Regions from separate parts of the Mus musculus genome. Here all the other regions are linked to region 3. Evidence: chromatin contacts called from public Hi-C and promoter capture Hi-C data. All regions are on one chromosome and are shown on one strand. Each heading gives the region's core, a stretch centred on a gene start, on an enhancer-like site or on the middle of the called end of the contact. The rest is flanking DNA. Distances are from core to core; before and after follow the strand shown.

Region 1 (4,718 bases), core at 39-2,538, 830 kb before region 3:
TGCCTGGTGGTGAGTTCTATAATTTGAAAAGAAAATATTTTCACTCTTCATTATTTGATAACCTTCATTTGCTAGCAACCTCCATTTTTACCCTCAAAATAATGCAAACAAGATTCACATTCAGTGTTCTAGCTAGTCTTAGGTTTAGGCAGTTCTTTAAAGTTCGATTAAAACAAAAACCGATGTGGAGAACCATTTTTCTGCTGCCTCCAGCAGCAGCAGCAGCAGCAGCAGCAGCAGCAGCAGCAGCAGCAGCAGCAGCAGCAGCAGCAGCTGTTTCTCTTTAAGTTTCTAATGCGTGGAAGGCACTTTAGTTCTGTCCGGAGGTCCCACAGACATTACCCATGAACGAAGAGCAGGCTTAATACGCCTACCCTGCCTGTTGTGTGAATCCCAACAGGAAAGGAAGCCCTTTCCTGACAGGCAGAGAAGACCATGGCTTCCTTTGGCTCCTGTTTCTGTTTCTCTCTGGATCCTGAGGAAATAGAAGTTCCTGCTCTTGTTTGGGGAACTTCTCTCCATGGTATCCTTATCTCACGCTATCGGCAAGAATCTTATAAGTGAAAATTCACTCAATGGAGTTTTATTTTAAGTCTCAGAGTGGTGCCTGTCTTCCTTCCGTCCACATGTGTCCTTTACCTGTGGCAGGCAGCCATGGACCTGAGTGGGTGGCCTTCAGGCCTGCAGGGTAGTGGTTGTGCTTCCTGGAGAAGGTAGCAAGGAATTTTCCAGATTCAGAGTACCTTATACAATGAAAGGTGTTTTATATCCGTGAGGTCACCCTTCACCTTCTGCACATGACTCTCAGAGGTCAGCGGCATTCTGCCCTGGCCCCTGGCCCCTGTTTGGGTTGAATTCCAGCCAACAAGTCTCCAGCCTACAGGAGAATTTGAGATTTTTCTCCCTCCCTCATTTCTTCTGTTTTGTTCTGTGTAAACAGTTCCTGCCAAAGTAACATAGACAAATATAGCAGAGAATGCTTTTCTGGAAGATGCATGCTCCCAAAGCATTTTTTAACCATTTTTGGGAAGAATTGATCGTTCTGTGCGTTTCAGACAGACTGAAAGAGGCGGGGAGGCTGTTGCTATAATGGAAGTGACATCATACATTATTGCCCCATTGATCCGCTTTTAGTCTCCAGCCAGGATAAAAGGAAATGGCACCAGGGAGGAAGCATGCTTCATTTAGGCTCAGATCCCAGAGTGATAATGGGGTAATAATAGAACTCACGCCACTGTCAGTCTGTGGCTGCATTAGTCTCAGGCTCTCTCCGTCTGGAGCCACACTGACTTCCTTCCCCATACAGCCACTGCTGTGCGCCAGCTGGGCGGCCAGGGAGGGGCTCAAGGGCTCCCCTTGGCCTTCAAGGCATGCCAGCTGCAGTCCTGATGTTTGTGCCTGGGGAAGCTTCGTGGTGAGACTTGTCTTGTCTGTGGCATTCCTAATCCGGGAGGTAAGTCTGCTCTTCTGCATTGTGTTGTGCTAATGGAAGAGAAAGCAGGGGCTGCAGTTGTGTGGATGGATTGTCCTCTGGGAGGGAGCTCAGAGTGACATCCATCCCTGCCCCCACCCACTCCCACCCCTGACTCCTGTAAAGACACTCGGGCTCCTACAAGAGCCCAGGGTTGGTTTTCTTTGTGCTGCTTTTACATGGGTCAGGGCTGGGGGTTAGAAATTTCACACTTTCTCTTCAAGAAACTTTAAAACTTCAGACTTGTGCCGCTTTCCTCAATTTCTAAGTCGTGAGGGTGGGGGCAAACGAAGTTAACTTTTTTCTTTGTGTATTTCTTCAAAATTAACAACTATGAAATCTTAAGTGTTAATGGCAAGAGTACAGATTTCCACCGTCGTTAATAACGCTTGCACTTGATTTGCTTCCCGTTACATACTGCTCCGTGTGTTCATTTGAGTAAGTTTTACAGGGCTGTGCTGTTGATTTTAAGTACCTATCTGATTTGGGCAGCTCATAGCCTTATTTTGTCTTGCGTTTCCAAGGCAGATGCATTTTTGCAAGGCCTTCTCTACGGGAAATAATAACATATATCATTGTTTATGAAAAGAAAGAATTTTCTCTCCTTTTGCAACTGAATGGTGGGTGTCAGTCTCACAGCAGGCTGGTCTTGTAATATATCACGCCGGCTTCCCTGGGGCCCGGATGCTCAGGGACACTGCTGTTTTTTCTTGATGACTCCATAGTACATCTGACACCCTCTGTGTCCCTTGCAGTACCTCCGTGATAGCACACAGATGGACCCAAAGTTATGTGAAAGTTCATTTGACTTCCCTGTGAGTGGAAGTGGGATGTCTCCTGTGCCTGCTGCCAGGACAGCCCACTGGCGGCACAGCACTGCCTCCCAGCACATTTGCAAGTACTTGAGATCGTTCAGTCACTTTGCAAGCATTTATCGTGTATTATTTCTTTTCTGCTGTAGGGTGGCTCGACAGGGAGCAAATATGTATTTTACAAAGACGTTCACTCTATTAAAATATTTTTCCTTTAACATATCCTCTTTTCAAGTCTTTAATCCTTTTTTTGTGATATAATATTTACTTGTGAATGAATGATAGTTTTATTAAATGTGGCTGAAAACAGCATTAGGTCACAGATTTGTCTTTCTTCATTGTTTAGAGACTACATTTTCCCATGGATTGGAGAACCAGGTGGCGATAGGTTGTTTACTAACAGAGTGCTTCCTCTCAGTCCATTCTACAAAGACCAGACTAGCACAGTTCTTCCCGCATTAGGAAGGAATGTTCAGCATGGCTGTGCCTTGTGTCCTGCCTGCCTCTGAACAAGCCTGCTCTTGCACGAGAGTGTCTGTACCCTACTGAATGGAGGAGGATGGATTCCTTGGAGGGGTGTGTACCCTCACTCTTTCCTGCCTTTTAATTAGAGCCAGATAAACTTGGGAAACAGCCCTAAAGGTTTGAGTGCATATGCACTCCCCCTCCAGCCCTCCCTCCCATCTCAGTTGTCCAACTTAAATCAGGGGGCTTAGCTCTAAATGTTTCCATTGCCTCAATTTTGTGACAACAAAAGCTTTCCGTGATCCTTTCGATTCTGTTCGTGTGGGGTTGTGAGCTTTCTGCTTGGAAGAAAAACACTGCGCAGGTGTAGATCCACTTGGGCTCCCATGTTAGCAAGTCGCAGACTTTTAAGCTGGAGTTGTGTTCAGTGACTTAACCCAGGAGGGATACTCAGGTTAGGCATATGGGTGACTTTAGCCACTGACTGCCACAGCAAAACAAGAGAAGCAGTGAGGTGGCTAGAGGTAAAGGGGCCTTAATTGGGGCCCGAGGGAAAACACTGCGCAAGAGGGTGTCTAGCTTGGCCTTTGGACAAAGCGTGTATTTTAGGGCAAAAAGGAGAGGCATGAGGAGAGAAGCTGAAAAGTTAATGTCTTTTGAGTAATAGAAATTGGCAGTTAAAATCATGGTATTAGTAGGCACCCTCTGATGACCTAGTGTTGGCCTCCAGAAATTTGGTTTGCTTAGAAGGAATTATCAGGCATAGTTAGGGCTGAAGGGGTGCCCAGTGTAGAGAAGGTGGAATTTGTATAGAGTTGTAAAACCCTGATATTAGCATGAAGCTTTTTCAGTCAGTACAGGCGTTAGCTTTAGCTTTCTCTCCACTCTGCTGTTGCGGGGTGAGATGGCTGTGGGGGGAGGCGCTCCCAGTGAGCTCCGCACCTGTTTGTTCACAGGCACGTCATTTTATGTTTGTATCACACGCAGACTTCTCCCTCTCACTGCCCTTAGCTGCTGTCCCACCGATTTGGGTATTAGGAGTGAGAGTAACTATGTGCTTAGGTGTCTGTGCTATTGTGCTTGTCTGCAACCTATAAAGTGTGTTATAGTACGGCAGGGATTATAATCAGACTGCTCATGAAAGGGAGGGGCTATGAGGGGAAGCAGTTGTTACATTGTGAACACGCACTGTTACACTGTGTTTATTTTTCAGGTGTCTGCGGGAGCCTTGTAGGCCTACATGGTTCAGAAAGAAATCTGAACCTACCTCCGCCTGGTTAACTCTTGTGAATTTGCCTAAAGTTGGATGCACTCTTGAGTCCTTGTATAGCCAGAAACACTTCTTGGCATATGTATGCCATAAAGGCAAGGCCATCCATGAGGCATTGTGACATTAAGACATGTGCCATTTTAATCTTCTGTAAGCACATACCCAACATGATAAACCAGGGAAAACAGCTTTGCCAGACCCTGGGATGCGAATCTTTAGGGCTGTAGACAACCCTGATGTGTGAGGAAAGTCAGCAAGTGCTCTCTCCATTCTGCAGACATTAAGAGGGCAGGGGTTTCCCTGGCCCAGAGGTTCTTGCTCAGAACCTTGGTATTAACTTCTTGTTGCCTACATGATATTTCAAGGGCTGTTTCTTTTGTCCTCAGCTTTCTCCAGACCAGATCGTCTTGCTTTTGGAGTGGCTCTTAGAGCAGAAGACGCTGAGCCCTCAGACACTGCACTGTCTCCAGCAGACTTACCATCTCCCAGAGCAGGATGCAGAGGTAACACAGTTGAAACTGTTGGTGCCCACTGACTCCCGGGAAGGCAATGAACCCACTGCAACCCCTGTCTGTAGCTGCTGCTGTCTGTAGTATGACGCCATGTGCTTGCTTTAGGAGTCAAGGGCTGGGCTTCCAGCAACACTTCAGACAAGTGCCTTCTCTTCTCTAGGGGTCTCCAGTGGCCAGTTTGTACATGA
Region 2 (4,615 bases), core at 1,628-4,127, 540 kb before region 3:
AGGAGTACCTTGACAACAAACTTGTGACAGAAAGCTGGAGGGGGATGGGGGGTGGGATACGAAAGAAAAACCGATTAGGGGGACCAGAAGGACAGATCTGCCAAAAGAAACACCACTGAAAAAAATGGGCAAGGTTAAAAAAAAGTAAATAAATAAATCCGTTCCCTGAGACGCAAATGCAAGCACTTCCAGTATCAGGAAGGGTACCAGAACCACAGACCCAGGACAGCATCTTGAAATCGCCTGCAGGCCCCAGCCACTCTCCATGGACCCATCCCTGGAGACATTCCGAGCTACCAGATGCCTGCCCCTCACTTCATTCACCCTATCTCTGGAAAGCGAACACTGAAGGCCACCCACAAATTATCTATTGAGCCTTCACCCACCCTCCTTTTTCTGCCTAGAATGTCCCTCACCTCCACCTTCTCAAGCCTGGGGCCATCCTGGAAGCTTTCACTGATTTCCCCAACATCCTGGCAACTAACTACCTACAGACTTGTCTACAGACCGACCGTCATCAACATTTCTCAGGAGTTTGGGCAGTGCCTAGTGCAGACTGGGCACAGAGAACCCACACTGACCAAATACTTCCACTTGGAAACAACCACTCATGTTTCTATGTTTCTGGTGCCATCATGGGTTTTTGTTGACAGTAGGTGCCCAACTACAGCAGGGTCTTTATCAAAACTTTTTTTGTCCCTTCACAAGTAAACTTCTGTTGACATCTATATCGTGCAAAACAAAACAAAACAAAACATCCTAAGACTCAGGGTGGCGGTACTTCACATATAATGGTCAGTTTCTTGAAAGGCAATCGTTATACCAACATCTTAACAGATCAAAAAAGTTATCACTTAGGCATGCATGTATGGTGTGTGTTTGTGACGAGGGGAGCAAGGGAAATGGATTCTTGATTCTGTGGTGAATGGATGATTCATAAGCTACATTTCTTCAGGATGTTAAACTGTGGAAAGGCAAGGCCAGGATATGGACGTCAGGATGTTCCTTAATTTTCCTGGCTATATTAAAAATATTTTGGAAGATAAAACACACCCAGTAAGCTTGTGTGCAGACATATACACACAAGCACAGAGGCAACTCATCACAGGTTGTTTTTTTGTTTTTTTTTTTAATGACTGACAGGAGGAATATCAAACTTTCCAAACCGTCCCTCGGTTTCCCAGCTTCCCTTTTCCCTTAAACCGGAAGTCTTTCCTTTCTTCTGTTGCTTAGCTGGGGACATGTAAGACTCCCCTTGCCTGGTCTGTGTGTGCTCCTGGAATCACACCCTGAATCTGAAGAGAGCATCCTGTAACAGATGACAGTGACGAAGAAATTATCTAAGAGACTGAAGCAAAGAGGAAGCAGGAACCTAAGCTAGGGCCTGCTGCTCATTTGAATTCAATGACCACCACAACCATCAGACATGTATTCCTCAAAGCAGGGACTCGCGGTGTTCTGACTGCTGAACACTAAATTTGATACCATATCAAATGCTCTCCTCGATGCGCTTAACTACATTTATGAAACATGCTTCTTGCGAAGGCAAGAGTTGAATGAATGAATGAATGAATGAATGAGGCCAAGGCAGTGTCAGACTAAATGACCTAAATCAATGGAAAGCAAAATGAACATGAAGGGACCTGCAGACCACACTCCTAGTTATCATATGATTCTCATTTGAACAGAGAGACACCTATTATATGAAATATTACATTCATATACCATCATGTCCTAAAATTAAAGTCACGGATATTTTATTGACTTGTAAGGTAAAGTGTTAGGCCCAAGAACCAATGAGCCATACTAAAATGGCAATGCAGAAAGGAGCTAAGGCCTCTAAGCCTAGCCAGAGTTGGGGTGTAGCTCAGAGAAGGAGGATTTGCCTAACATGGTGGTGCCCTAGGTTCCATAGCTGTATTAGCAGAAAACAAACAAACTATCAAGATACCAAAAGCAGGAGGGGGGAAGTGGGTAGGGGTGGGTGTCTGCCTCAGGTGTGTCCTCCTTACTGAACATCTTCCACTTAGACAGGTGGAGTCGCTCTACCTAAGTCTTTCATCATTCTTGAAACAATGTTAAGAAAACTCTACTACCTCTGTAAGCTTGTTAAAACTTATGGAAACAGCATCTCCAACTACTAAAAACCAAACTGTTGCAAGGCCATGGTGCTCATCAGCCTGGAAAAAGCCAACTGTGGAGCCATTAGCTTAACTTCTGCTCTATAGTCTTGCTGGTCAGTTTCTGTGCCTAGGACCTTACGTTCTGCTGGTTAACTTAACTTTCCAGGACCTTGCAGGGGGTGGCCTGTTCCCGCCAATACTCTCTTGCTTCCTGTCTCTCCAGTACCCCTGCCTACCTCAAGACATCTACTAAGGCCTTTTTTTCTCCTAATTTAACTTTCATGAAACAGTTCAAGTGGGAGCCTATACTCAGTGAAAATGCATTGAATTCCTGTAGTCTGAAGCACAGGGCACTGTGCAATGTCTCCATCACAGTGCCTAGCACAGGGTCAGGAACACTAGAGATACTAAGGAAATTTGTTGCCAGGGACATAGTCAGTGCTCAATAAAACTATTCTCTGAACTACCAATGACAAGGAAGCAAAGTGGGGTAAATTACCTAATGGAATCAATCCAAAAGACACTTGTATTCATTAACCAAGCTACTCAAGGCAGGAATGTGCTCTGCTCTTAAAGATTAGGATTATTATTTTGTTACTTTCCAACTAAATACTCCACCACTAGTTTTGCAAAAATAGTGAAAGCTAAGGTAACAGAATATTCTGGAAGGTTAGTTTCCAAGAGCATCCTGAAACTGGTGACCTAAGAAATTACTCATTAACCCTGGTTTCAAAATTCTGTCCTGGGTGGCTTGCAGTAGGCATGTACCAAATATTTGGGGTTGAAACATCTGCCCAACTACTCTGATGCTCAAAGCAGTGTTTGCCAGAAGCTAAAATGTTTTCAAACAAGGGGTTGGTACTTTTCAAAGAGATAACTGAGACACTAACAAAGAACGAAGGAAAAAAGAAAGCCTAAAATCACAAAGAGCAAAAAGATTCCACGGTGGTGGGGTGGGGAAAAATGGAAAACCTATTTTCAATTTACAAGTCCTTTTATAAAGCAGGTCCCCAACCCCTCCCCTTCCAAATCGAGGCACTTGGATAAAAGACACACACACACACACACACACACACACACACACACACCGAGGGAAGCTCCCGTGGCCCCTCCCATCAAACTTGCTTTCTTTTAAAATACACACACACTTGCAAGCTTAACAAATGCAACCACCCCCAAGAATAATTCCATTTAAAAAGCCCCCCCACCCGCGAGAAAACATTAATCTACTTTGCAAACATGCGTTCCAGTTTGTGCTTTACTATTTTTTTCAACTCCCCCCACCCCCCTTTGGTACCTTGAGACAAATGTTTTTTTCCCCCAGAGTTGAAAGCAGTCCAAAAACAGGACCACACACGCGGCCGCCTCCGCAGGCCCGCGAGGCGCCCGCCCCCTGCGCGCCCCGGGGGCGCGCACACTCCCTGCAGCCAGAGGGGTGGCCTTGCCCTCCACCCCCCTCTCCTTTCACCGCAGACACAGTGGGTGGGTGGGGGGTGGGGGTAAAGAAGCCGAGCTCAGGCTCCCGGATCAGAGAGGCCTTTCCCGGGCCGCGGCTCCCGGGCCAAAGCCAGGCAGGCAGCTGTGGCGAGCTTCGGGGACCACCCCCACGGCTCTGCGGAGTGGTCCGTCCCGCGCAGGGCCTCTGCGCCCCCGCCACTCTCTCCCACCACACCTAGCAAAGCGCAGCGCCCCGAGTAGATTACAGCGCGGCCTTTGTCGGGCGGGCCTGGCTACTGGCCAGCCATGCAAACAATAAACAGTCGCCCCTGGTGCGGGCAAGGGCTTCTCGTTGGCTACAAGGAGGCTCTAGGTGCATGCTGGCAAATATCTTCATCAAACACAGTAAAGGGAAGGAAGACGAAGGACGCGCTAGCGGCGCCTGATCGCTTACCTTCCACCCACAGCTCCTCCACGTTGGTCTCGAGATTAGCTGCCTTTAATCCCACAGCGAAGGCCCCAAATATGAGGAGACCCACAACCAAAAACTTGCCGCAGTTCTTTTGAATGTAACAACCCAGTTTAAATAAGAGTCTCTGAAACTTCGCTCTCAGCCACAGCGGCGCTTTCCGGCCAGTAGCCTTCCCCTGGGGACGAAGCAGAAGGGAGGAGTGAACGCCGGGGAATCGCTGTCCCCCGCACACCCGCCCGGGGATCCCCTCTGGACAGCAGTGTGGGGCGTGGGCGCCCGCGGCGCAATGCCTCTCCCTCGGACTGGAACCAGGACCATCCAGAGGAAGCCCTGGGGGCGTGGGGGCCTTGGTTGTAAATCAGTGAGACTGCAGCGTGGGAACTGTACTCTAGGGACCAGGGGGCGCCCCCACGCGTGGCCTGAGCGCCAGTCCTGAATGAGACTTGGGGTGCTGGGGAGAGAGGCTAACTGAGAAGCCACCACCAGCAGCCATGGTTTAGTACCGGGGACCTGGAGGGAGGGCCTGAGTGATCCTAGCCGAGAAGCCCAACACTAAAGAACCCCCAGGAAACGTCCCCCCTTC
Region 3 (4,631 bases), core at 1,833-4,332:
GATTAGGGTTTCAGCTGTAAAAGGAGTGAACTAGAACCTGTGATCTCTTAGCATGGTGGCCAGCATGGTGGCCTTTTTCAAGCCAGCCTGCAGCTCCGTCTGCGTTTTACCTTGCATACAGGCATTGATTATTTGAGCTCCGTTGTTTATCCCATCTTCCTGAAGCACTGAGCCCCCACAACCTGTTTGCAAACCTTTAGTCACACATTTAGGATTCCAGAAGATTAGTCTAACCTCACCATAACCCAAAGGGAAATTAAACACCTGCCCTTTCAACACTCTACTGGCTTTGTAATAAGCTTATTTAAAAATGTAGTAAATTCCAGTAAGACAGCTCAGCAGATAAAGGTCCTTGCCTCCAAGCCTGAAACTCTATGCTCAACCCCTGGGATCAATATGATAGAAGAGAACAAACACCACATGCACACTAAGGCAGCATGCATGTGTGTGTGTGTGCACCCATATGCGCACACACACACGGATGAATAAACATTAAGAAAAATTGTAAAGAAAAAAATTTAAATATATTGTATTTTAAGGTTATAATTTCAGTAAATCCAATAGAGGTCTGGAGGTTGAGAAAAAGAAGTTTGGGATACAAACTTGAAAGTGGTGACATCAACTAAGAGGCTTCAGTTGGCTCTCTGGCTCCTGCCTTGGGAAGCACCTGACACTACCCCTGAGCTGCCTGCTGAGTGAACAGCAGGAGCTGGTGGCCAGCCATCCTGAAGAGTGACTTCTGAGGCTGTGGAGAAGTGGTTGGGGCATTGTTACAAGGGCGTAGATCTTAGAGAGGGTCCACCATGCCAAAGCTGGGACTTTCTTCTAACAGGGCTTTGGAATTAAAACTTAATAATAGAAGGTTAGTACATGGAAGAGAAGAAAAACTATTGACGAAGTCCGTGAAAAGAAAGCAGACAGCAGAGCTCAACGGAGTTCAAGAGGAGAGAGAGCATTACTAGTTTAGTGTGGCATTGTGACCCTGTGATCCCAGCACTTGGGAGGTGGGAGTCAGGACAACTGCAACTCAGGCTGTTTCTGTTTGTTTGTTTGTTTCTTCTTCCTCTCCTTCTAACTCAGTCAGGCTGTGAACTTTAAGAATCTCCATCCTCAACCTCTCGGGTGACGGAACTACAGGCGTACTCCACAGTGCACAGCTTAGCATTTCTTACTGACCCCCTTCTATATGTTTAGTATGTCCCAAGTCCACTTTACAATTAAATCCTCCAGCTTGCATATCCCAGCCCCATGAATGTGATTCTTGAGCTCAACATTCCCATTTCAAAGATAAAGCAGCATGAGGCTCGGAGAGGCTAAGCAGCTTGTCCACAGACCCAGAGCTAGTTAAGTGTCAAATCCAAGATTGAACCTCCACACGTGTGCTGTGGCACATGGGTAGACAGACAGATACATACACACACACACACACACACACACACACAGAGAGGGAGAGAGAGAGAGAGAGTAATAATAAATTAAATTAAGAACTCCATCACCAGAATAACTATTAAATCCAATAAAGCTAAAGGGAGGGGTAACAGAGACCAGAGACACAGCTCAGTGTGTTAAGAGCGCCTGCTGCTCTTGCAGAGGACCTGGATTGGGTTCTTACTGCCCTCATGATGACTGTACCACCTTGTAACTCCAGTTCCAGGGGACCCAGCACTCTCTCTGACCTCTGTAAATAGCTGTGATACTGAAGTGTTTGGACCCACCAGGATATAAAGTCGGTACTTCCAGCACCAACAGAGCCTGCAAATGCAGGGCTTGTGTGTGTGTTGGGAGTACAGGGGAGGGGTGCCCTGCCCAGATAAAGTCAAGAGAAACACAAGAAAGAGGATTCTGGCAGAAGAGACAGGCAGACAAATTAGATCTGACTTGTCAAGAAATACCATCAACCGACTTCTCCACTTACATACAGTTTCTTACCCCAAAAGACAGGAAAGGAGAAACTGTATGATAAATAAGACATTCTTCCAGTGTCTGAATTCAGTGGCCTGTGATGACAAAGAAAAGATCCATCGTGCGGTTAGTGACAGTTCAGCTTAAATCCAGTTAGCACAACCTTACCACCTTTTGTGCCATTGATGCATTGACAATAATTACACAGTTCTATCAAAGAGACAATGCATTAAATATCAATAACTAGTTAAACAGGGGCTTATTGTACTACTTTCCAAACCTTTACGTTTGAAAGTTTCCATCATAAAAAGGTTTTGCTGTTACTTATTGAGTAGCCTTCTGATTCCCTATGTGCAGCGTGTCATGAGTACATCTGTGATGGCTTGTACATGCTTGGCCTAGGAAGTGGCACTATTTGGAGGTGTGGCCTTGTTGGAGTAGGTGTGTCACCATAAGTGTATAAGAACCTTATCCTAGCTGCCTGGAAGCCAGTCTTCTGCTGGCAGCCTTCTGATGAAGATGTAGAACTTTCAGCTCCTCCTGCACCATTTCTGCCTGGATGCTGCCATGTTCCTGCCTGGATGATAATGGACCGAACCTCTGAACCTGTAAGCCAGCCCCAATTAAATGTTGTCCTTATAAGAGTTGCCTTGGTCACTAACTAAGGCAACATCCTTATACACACACACACACACACACACACACACACACACACACACACACACACACACACACACATAATTAAATAACCAAATTGTAATAAGTTAAAAACCAAGAGCTAGAAGTATTTATATAAACAATCAATAAAAATTATTTACTCTGGACAACATAAACCCAGAGAGGGTTATTTAGTAATATTTCTTAAAATACATATGTTCTTCACCAGTGCACACTTTAATAAACACTAGTTTTCTATCTTTAAGAATGAATCTATACTGGTAACATTTGAAGAAACAGAATATACAAAGCATGCTAGATTATGAATCTTTTGCACTTTGGGGGGGTCAATCAGAAAAAAAATCAATATTTTAAAATCCCTCTCCCTCAGTTGCAACACACTACATGTATTTTGGCCTCCTAGAGGGAAGGTCAAATGAGCATCTCCCAAGGACCTGGGGTTTGTTAACAGAAGGGCTGCTATCTCTGACTTCATTTCCCACAGTTAATAATCCACCGACTGTAAGTCCAAAGTCCAGGACTCACTTCCCAGAGTAGTGAGTCACCAAAAACTTTGGCCTTTCCATCTCTCCCTGTTGACTCATTCATTCTTCCTCCAATGACAGAGAGAGAATATTTCACTCCGTGTTATCCGTCAGCTTCCAGTGTATTTAGTTCAGTGTACATGAACTCCCCTCTTTATCATATTTAGTTCATAATCTAAAATGGACTCAGTCATGCAACCAGCTAAAAGATCTTGGAGTAATTCAGTGAACATTTCAGATAGTTGCCGAGTGAAAACAGATCACATTTACCTGCTAGGGACTCTCCCTCATTTTCATTACTAATTACAGTGTATATCTACATCTCTGGTCATCTCTTGCCATCTAATACTTTAGTAAAGGTATACTCATATTTTATCTTTAGGTTTTCTATTACATTTGTGCGTGCGTGTGGTGTAGGTATGTGGTTTAGACACAGCACACACACGGTACTCACAGACAGTCTGCCAGAATCAGCTCTCTCGATATGTAATATGGCTCCTGGCGATGGAACTCAGGTTATCAGGCTTGGCAGCAAGTGCCATCTCTCCAGCCCAAATGAATTGTATTCTAAACATTATAGCTTTTGTATTTTATCATTTTAGAGGAATAAAAAAAGTCCTTTGATCCCCCCACTCCCCTTTGTGGCACTGAGGATCAAACCCACAGTCCTGTGCATGCCAGCCAGTGTTCTACCACTGAGCTACATCCCCAGCCCTGGATATTGCTCTTAGATCTTTCAGTGTATTATTCTAGTTATATATATATATTTCTAAATAATAATTCTACAAAGCTCTCCAGTCCATCTGCAATTTCAGTGCCTGGTAATCGCTCAATTCAGAGAGCTTCTGCCTAAATCTCTAGAGTCTAAACTGAAGAGGCCAGAGAGGGCAAGCAGTGGGTGAACTAGCACCACATCAGGAGGCAAAGTTCTCCTAGAATATGAGAATTTAATAAATTACTTCTCCACTAACAAAGAGTCTAACTCTCAATTTACCCACAAAGTAAAAAAATACAACAAAGTCAATGACACACTGAACACACTCACCCTAGCACACCTAGCTCGGCCTCACCTACCTTAACCATGTTTATAACACGGGCCATATTTACCTGCTGAAAGTCTCCAGTAGAGACGCTAATAATGACAGTTGGGATGAGCATGAAGCAGGCATTATAGAAAAGCACTCCATATTTCCCCAGCTCCTGTGAAAATAAGAAGATTGCATTCAACTCTAGAGCTCTAAGGTATCGTGTCTTCTGGGCTGATTTGTCTATTTATGCACAATTAGAATGTTTAAAAGGCTGGCAATGTACTGTAAGACTTTTGGCCCATGTCTGTTGTAAAATGGACCATTGCACTGTGTTGTAACTTTGGAATAAATATTTGTTCAACACCAACAAGCACATGTACAATGGATGAAAACAGAAGGCTTGAGGCCCTACCCATCTCTAACACTCCACTATTAAGCACGTTATTCAAAGTAGCAAATCTGAAATGAGATAATGGAAATTTAAAATGTTAACTAATTC

The links. Promoter capture Hi-C pulls out the DNA fragments that hold promoters and counts their contacts. Hi-C and Micro-C count contacts between places; a contact is called where the count stands out from the background.
Region 1: a promoter capture Hi-C map of liver shows a contact between it and region 3, with 4 times the contacts expected there. The contact joins two enhancer-like sites. A contact is called at or near these places in 1 of 39 promoter capture datasets (liver) and 1 of 115 datasets of contacts at active chromatin or transcription factors (embryonic stem cells).
Region 2: a contact with region 3 is called in a Hi-C map of liver, with 3 times the contacts expected there. The contact joins two enhancer-like sites. A contact is called at or near these places in 1 of 39 promoter capture datasets (the C10 cell line), 10 of 484 Hi-C or Micro-C datasets (Sertoli cells, adipose-derived mesenchymal stem cells, cortical neurons and 6 more), 18 of 115 datasets of contacts at active chromatin or transcription factors (the 230-238 cell line, astrocytes, bone marrow-derived macrophages and 9 more) and 3 of 9 other capture datasets (embryonic stem cells, liver and pancreatic islet).

The regions. Positions count from the first base shown.
Region 1 is chr13:63,277,738-63,282,455 of GRCm38.p6, forward strand. Aopep (aminopeptidase O) reads left to right here. Exons shown (of 16, transcript NM_001289926.1): 14 at 4,405-4,521. Among named protein-coding and RNA genes, the nearest start is that of Gm16907, 17 kb to the right of the region's middle. Within about 2 kb of position 1,289, at least 194 of the 459 cell types and tissues checked have an H3K27ac peak or open chromatin away from gene starts, as enhancers often do. A contact at or near this core is called in liver, where this site is marked.
Region 2 is chr13:63,559,609-63,564,223 of GRCm38.p6, forward strand. Ptch1 (patched 1) reads right to left here. Exons shown (of 24, transcript NM_008957.3): 2 at 4,015-4,207. Among named protein-coding and RNA genes, the nearest start is that of Ptch1, 3.8 kb to the right of the region's middle. RefSeq lists an enhancer at 3,235-3,603. Within about 2 kb of position 2,878, at least 20 of the 459 cell types and tissues checked have an H3K27ac peak or open chromatin away from gene starts, as enhancers often do. A contact at or near this core is called in liver, where this site is marked.
Region 3 is chr13:64,102,804-64,107,434 of GRCm38.p6, forward strand. Slc35d2 (solute carrier family 35, member D2) reads right to left here. Exons shown (of 12, transcript NM_001001321.3): 8 at 4,212-4,304; 9 at 1,930-1,997. Among named protein-coding and RNA genes, the nearest start is that of Hsd17b3, 16 kb to the left of the region's middle. Within about 2 kb of position 3,083, at least 28 of the 459 cell types and tissues checked have an H3K27ac peak or open chromatin away from gene starts, as enhancers often do. A contact at or near this core is called in liver, where this site is marked.